2 separate regions of the Zea mays genome follow, and region 1 is linked to region 2. The links are chromatin contacts, called in public Hi-C maps. All regions are on one chromosome and are shown on one strand. Each heading gives the region's core, a stretch centred on a gene start, on an enhancer-like site or on the middle of the called end of the contact. The rest is flanking DNA. Distances are from core to core; before and after follow the strand shown. Region 1 has its middle 23 kb from the start of LOC103634965. Region 2 holds the start of LOC100274095 (CID11).

Evidence for each region. Hi-C and Micro-C count contacts between places; a contact is called where the count stands out from the background.
Region 1: a contact with region 2 is called in a Hi-C map of ear, with 6 times the contacts expected there. The contact joins the enhancer-like site here to the promoter of LOC100274095 in region 2. A contact is called at or near these places in 6 of 25 Hi-C or Micro-C datasets (bundle sheath, ear, endosperm and 2 more) and 1 of 3 datasets of contacts at active chromatin or transcription factors (leaf).

The regions. Positions count from the first base shown.
Region 1 is chr8:24,652,725-24,655,424 of Zm-B73-REFERENCE-NAM-5.0, reverse strand. No RefSeq gene overlaps it. Among protein-coding and RNA genes, the nearest start is that of LOC103634965, 23 kb to the left of the region's middle. Within about 2 kb of position 1,279, at least 17 of the 20 cell types and tissues checked have an H3K27ac peak or open chromatin away from gene starts, as enhancers often do. A contact at or near this core is called in ear, endosperm, leaf and 1 more, where this site is marked.
Region 2 is chr8:24,598,674-24,601,373 of Zm-B73-REFERENCE-NAM-5.0, reverse strand. LOC100274095 (CID11) reads left to right here and starts at 1,388. Exons shown (of 10, transcript NM_001148474.1): 1 at 1,388-1,897. The coding sequence starts at 1,631.

The DNA.
Region 1 (2,700 bases), core at 30-2,529, 54 kb before region 2:
TGCATCCAGGCGGCCGCGCCCAGCACGTCCTCGGCCACAGCCGTTCATCACAGAAACGAGCACCCGCACGTTGTGACCGTGACCACATGCATGCACTGTCATTTCTGTGAGCACTGGGAGCATCAAGTTTCTGAAAAATTCTTTCGCTAAGAGTAACTTGTTTCTCCTTTTTTCCATCTCGTGAGCAGTGCTGATAACGTGTTGAAGTATACTCAGTGATAACGAGATTGAGAGAGAGACAAATGACAGCGATCTTTCATTATTGCAGGGGAGTCCTGGTTATATACATGTGAAGGGGTGTATCCCAAGGGGTATGTCCCTTAGAGAGATTCTGCCGCACCCTTTGGATTGGTCACATATACAATATACAATATTTTGTAACACCCTCGCCCGGAGGAACGGGGGGGGGGCCAGAAGCATTGCTGCTGCACACTTCCTTCTTGGCTAGGAAAAAAAAGGCTTGCCTTTAATCTACTTCATTCATGTCTTTCAGATTCCTCTTGGTTGGTCAACCACAACCAGGCCAGGAAGCTTAATCATGGCCCATCCAGTAGCCAATTGCTTTCCAAAGATAGCCGCTGCTGGTCTTCCATTGAAGTGAAACAGGAATAATTAAGCTCTCAGAAAGAACAGGCCGACGACCTTCGGTTCAGCAACAGCTTAATCATGGCAATATAGAGACTTGGCTGTACTACAACCACGGCCAGCACTACTGTCCATTATTGTTTTGTTTGACCGCTGCTCATCGTCGGTAAAACAAACCACGGTTGTAATCCTCATTTTTTGTGGAAATCCCAGCGCTGTTCCTGCGTGCTGAAAAAATCGAAAGAACGTGTCCAAGTCAATAGTGTGGCACGATGCAACGCAACGGGGGTACAACAGGACAAAGTCTGACAGCTTGTTCGCTTGCTTGCCTGTGCAACTCAAGTCCAACTTTGTTAATAAAGAAGAAGAAGAAGACACAGTGGCTTGCTGTTTAGCTCGGGAAGGGGGTTAGGGGATCCATACTCAAAGTTGCTGCCTCCGTTTTTTAGAGCTGTTGCCTGCTTTCCAACTCCAAGTCTCCTGTCAGCCGACGGGTATGGTATATGAGCACTTGGGTTTTGGCCGCCGTCCGGCCGGTCGAAAGGAACCACCACCAAGTCTTGCACGGATGACAGGCTACGCTGTCCAATTGCATCGGTGCAGCCATAGAAAAACTGGAGGGAGCCAAGCCACGGATGTGAGGACGGGGAAAGGCCCAGGACGAAGGAATTGGTCCGATTCCGTGCGCAAGGAAAAGGCGAGGCATCGGTTCTGACGCTTGTGAATCTCTCTGGTTGTTCCAGCACGCAGCAGCTTCAAGCCGCCCGTGCGTTTGTTTGTTTGTTTGTGCCCCTGGGTTTTCGCATAAACTACAGCATGCAGTCATGCAGATGCTGGTAGCTCTAAACAACCTCCAGCTTTCCGCTCTCGTCAGAGTTGATTTACTACTTTAATCCATACCGGATTCTACTATTTCTACAGTATTTTTATCTCTATAGATTAGCAGTAACAGCCAACATAGCTGTCGTCAAAAGGAGAGAGTCAGAGAGGGGTATGGCCATCAGTTGTTTGCTTCCTCGGTCCGCTCCAAAGTCGGCTTTTTTTTAAGCTTGTGCTGATTTAAACTTATCTAGCTTTAACCAGATCTACAGAAAACGCTAGCAATGTTAAACAAATGCGCTGTCAGAAATATACCCCTGAAGAAAATAATAGAACTACTAGCTGATTGTATCTTCCTAATAAAGTCGGACAGATCATACCACAAAAATGGCAAGGTATACGGTGGAAACTACGTCTTCGGTCAAAGCAAATGCTACCTAAATGACCGCTTAAGCAACTCCAACCATAAGCCTCATAGTTATGCCCTATAATTTGAAGAAATATAATTTGTTTAGGGTCCAAATACAAGTGTTCAGTCCAATAGTAGACCCTAGAAATGAAGTACGTTGCAACTAACTCATCTTCCCCGCCCCTCTGTTGCCATTTTGGCCTAGCACTTTTTTTTTGCGACGCCGGTAGCAGCAGGGTGTGGATCAGGCGGGTGTCAAGGAGGAGCCGCCGTGTCCTGTTCAACAATTTCATCGAGGTGAGTTTACTGTTGGATCGTTTAAATAGATAGATGCAAGATCAAGTTGGTGATATGCACTAATCATGTGTGTCTAAATAAATAGATAGTATTTGGTACTTTGGTTTGCTCTCTAGCTTGGTTCATAAAGAGTGCTATTTGGGACCCTGTTCGAGCAAAGTTGAGTAGAGGATGACAAAGAGTTCAGAATCTGTGACTAGTCATTTGGGCTATACACTAATCATGTGTGTCTAAGTCACATGAAGGTTCTCTAAGAAGTTCAAGTTGAATACTAAAGAAATGGAGAAGAAAAGAACTTCAAGGGTGCTCTCACGGTGAACCAGGCCCTCTACATGGTCGATTCAGTATGCACCGGACCGTCTGTAACGAACTGTACCTGAAAGTCGCCTAGAGAGGAGGGGTAAATAGGCAAATCTGAATTTTACAAACTTTAAGCACAACTAAAAGACGGGGTTAGCGTTAGAAATAGAGTCGAGTTCGAAAGAGATGGCGAAAACAAATCAACCAAACAGATAGAGCGGATGACACGGTGATTTATTTTACCGAGGTTCGGTTCTTACAAACCTACTCCCTGTTGAGGTAGTCACAAA
Region 2 (2,700 bases), core at 139-2,638:
TATCAAGCGTTGGAGGATAGGCAATAAAATAAGGCTAAGTAAAATATAGGGACCAAAAAAAGAAAGAAGAAGACGACCACTACGACATGCTGGAGTGTTTGCAGAATATTGTAGATAATATAATAGTGAACTAAGTTCGTGCGTCACAATCATAATGATCAATTTTAATCATTTTTTCAAAAAGTGTTATGCTGAATTTATGTCTGAAAAGGTATTGAATTTATACTAAACTTTGACGCAAATACTAGAATGCGGCGAGGATACTCACAACTTTGTGAAAAAGCTATATATGAATGGCCGAATGGGGGTTATGTGAGCTGAATATATCAGAGGTTATATAAGCTGATTGCATGAGGAGGACGTGAGTTGAATTTTGTTCTTGCCACATCAAAAATGACGTGACAAGAAAAACCACACCACATCGTCAAGCCGGTTCAGATTTTTGTTACAACATGAAAAGTGATATGGTTTTGCAAATTGTGGAGGTTAAGTAGACTAATTAATAGATTATGGGTAACATGAACTTGGGGCACAGTGGCAATTTGAACTTTTCCTTACATTTATTAGTTAGATAGTAGTAACAAAATATTATTTGACATATTGTATTAAGATTTAAATAGAGTGTAAGTTAATTTTTAACGACTAACTGTTAGCTATCATTTAATAAATTCTAACTTCGAGAGCAAATAAATCGCCAAACGTTGTACCCCATAGTTTAAAACACCGCTCAAAACTATAAATTTAGGACTTATTTAGGTTTAATGTATTTTTACAGTTTCTAGAAATATCATGGTTTTTAGTAATAACATAGTAGTTAAGTCATATGTTTATAAAACCATGATATTCTAGATAATATGGTATTTTCGAAATACTGAAAACTCCACTCAAATCTAAAGTTTTAATGCAATGTCTATCTTTTTCTTAATACCATAATTTACAATATTATATCCAAATATTGTTTTTCAAGACCGTGATTTATTTGGAGTTAGCCAAAACGACTGTGTTGTCATAATAATGACAAAAATATAGTACTGTAAAATCATGCCTTAAAATATATGGAGACGCAACGCAAGAATATGTAGATGGAGACGCAAGGCGAGTTTAATAAATCCGTCGATAAGCTGCTTCACGCCTCCCCGTGCTGCTACGCACGTGCTTCACGCCTCCCCGTGCAGTGTAGAGACCATGCCCACGCGGAACCCGAGCGGCCGAGAGCCCAACAACCCGCCGGCCCTTCTCCTCCTCTCCGGTTTCCGTTTTGATTCCTCCCGATTCTCTCTCGCGTAGTCGCGTAAATTTCCCAGCCCGAAAATGGCCATAGCCTTGAGGCACTAGTAGGCACAGTAGCACCCAACCGCGGCCCGCTCCAGCAGCCCCACCCCATCGACGCCGTCGGCGAGGGCACCCAGGTCCGCGTCGCACCACGTCAGCCACACACCCACCAGGCCACCACCGCCCTCAGCTCCGGTGTGCAGAGACGCTGGATGGCCTCGCACCAGTAGAATCCGTCCGGCACTTTCTGCCCTACCCCACCCCAATCCACCCATCCGGCCGCGGGTGGATTTGACCGATATCGGCAGGCGGCCGCCGGCGTCTGCCTCGATTGATCCGCCTCGTCTCAGTCCTAGGTATGGCGGCGGTGGCGGAGGGATCGGCGTCTGCTGCGGCGAAGGAGGTGGAGTACCAGGCGGGCGTGCAGAAGCTTGTGGACCTGCTCTCCAATCTTAACCCGGCCGCCAAGGAGTTCGTTCCTTCCTCGGCTCCGGCCGCGGCTGCGTCGCCGCCCAAGAAAGCGTTGTCGGCGGATGCGCCGGTCTTCGATTACCGCTCCACCGCAGGCGGCAACGGGGCCACCGACGATCCCTTTTACGTTGGGTTTGGGAACCAGCAGCGCAAGGTATGATCCGTGACGCTCCTTTTCTTCTTCTTGACTTGATTCTTCATCGGAGAACGAGGCGCTTGGATCGGTGCTGTGGCTGGGTTCGTGTGTAGGATTAGATTGCTTTTCTCATTGGCTGTTTGGTAAAAGGTTGATTTTTTTTTCTTCCTTATCTTTGTTGATTTGCGTTACCGGTTGGTCGTTCCCGTAGTGTGGTGGTTAGCGTCTCTCTTTGAGGGAAAGGTTTGCCTTCTTTCTTTTGATGTACTAGGTTTGATCTTGACGAGGTGCCACTCCGTTAGTGGGACTGATGATACACTCTGAGCAATTCAGTTGTTTTAAGTTGATCTGTTTCTATGTGTGCTTGATTGGACGGTGATTGTATTTATTTTTTATGTGGTGTCGATTCGTTTGATTTGATTAATATTGGAAGCGGTGGTGTCAAATCTTTCTGATTCAGTTTTTAGTGGAAATCACGTGTTTTGGGGAATGTTTTCTCTATTTCCGCGGATGTTTGCTTTAGCAGAATTTTATCCTACAACTCTACAAGGTTCGTTTGGACTCAATAGTAGCAATCTGTAGACAGTTGTGGGCATTTCGAAGGAACCAATATATACTATAGAACCATAACATTTTCCCATAATATATTTGTCATGGGAGTACCTCATTGACCCGTTCACTGTCCTGCAATTATGTCATTCAATACCCCCATTTAAGACAAAATGATATGTTACTAAAACTTCAAGTCTTTGGTCAATGTGGTATTTAGAAGATGTTTGGTTATTAGGGACTAATTTTTAGTCACTCCATTTTAGTCTCTA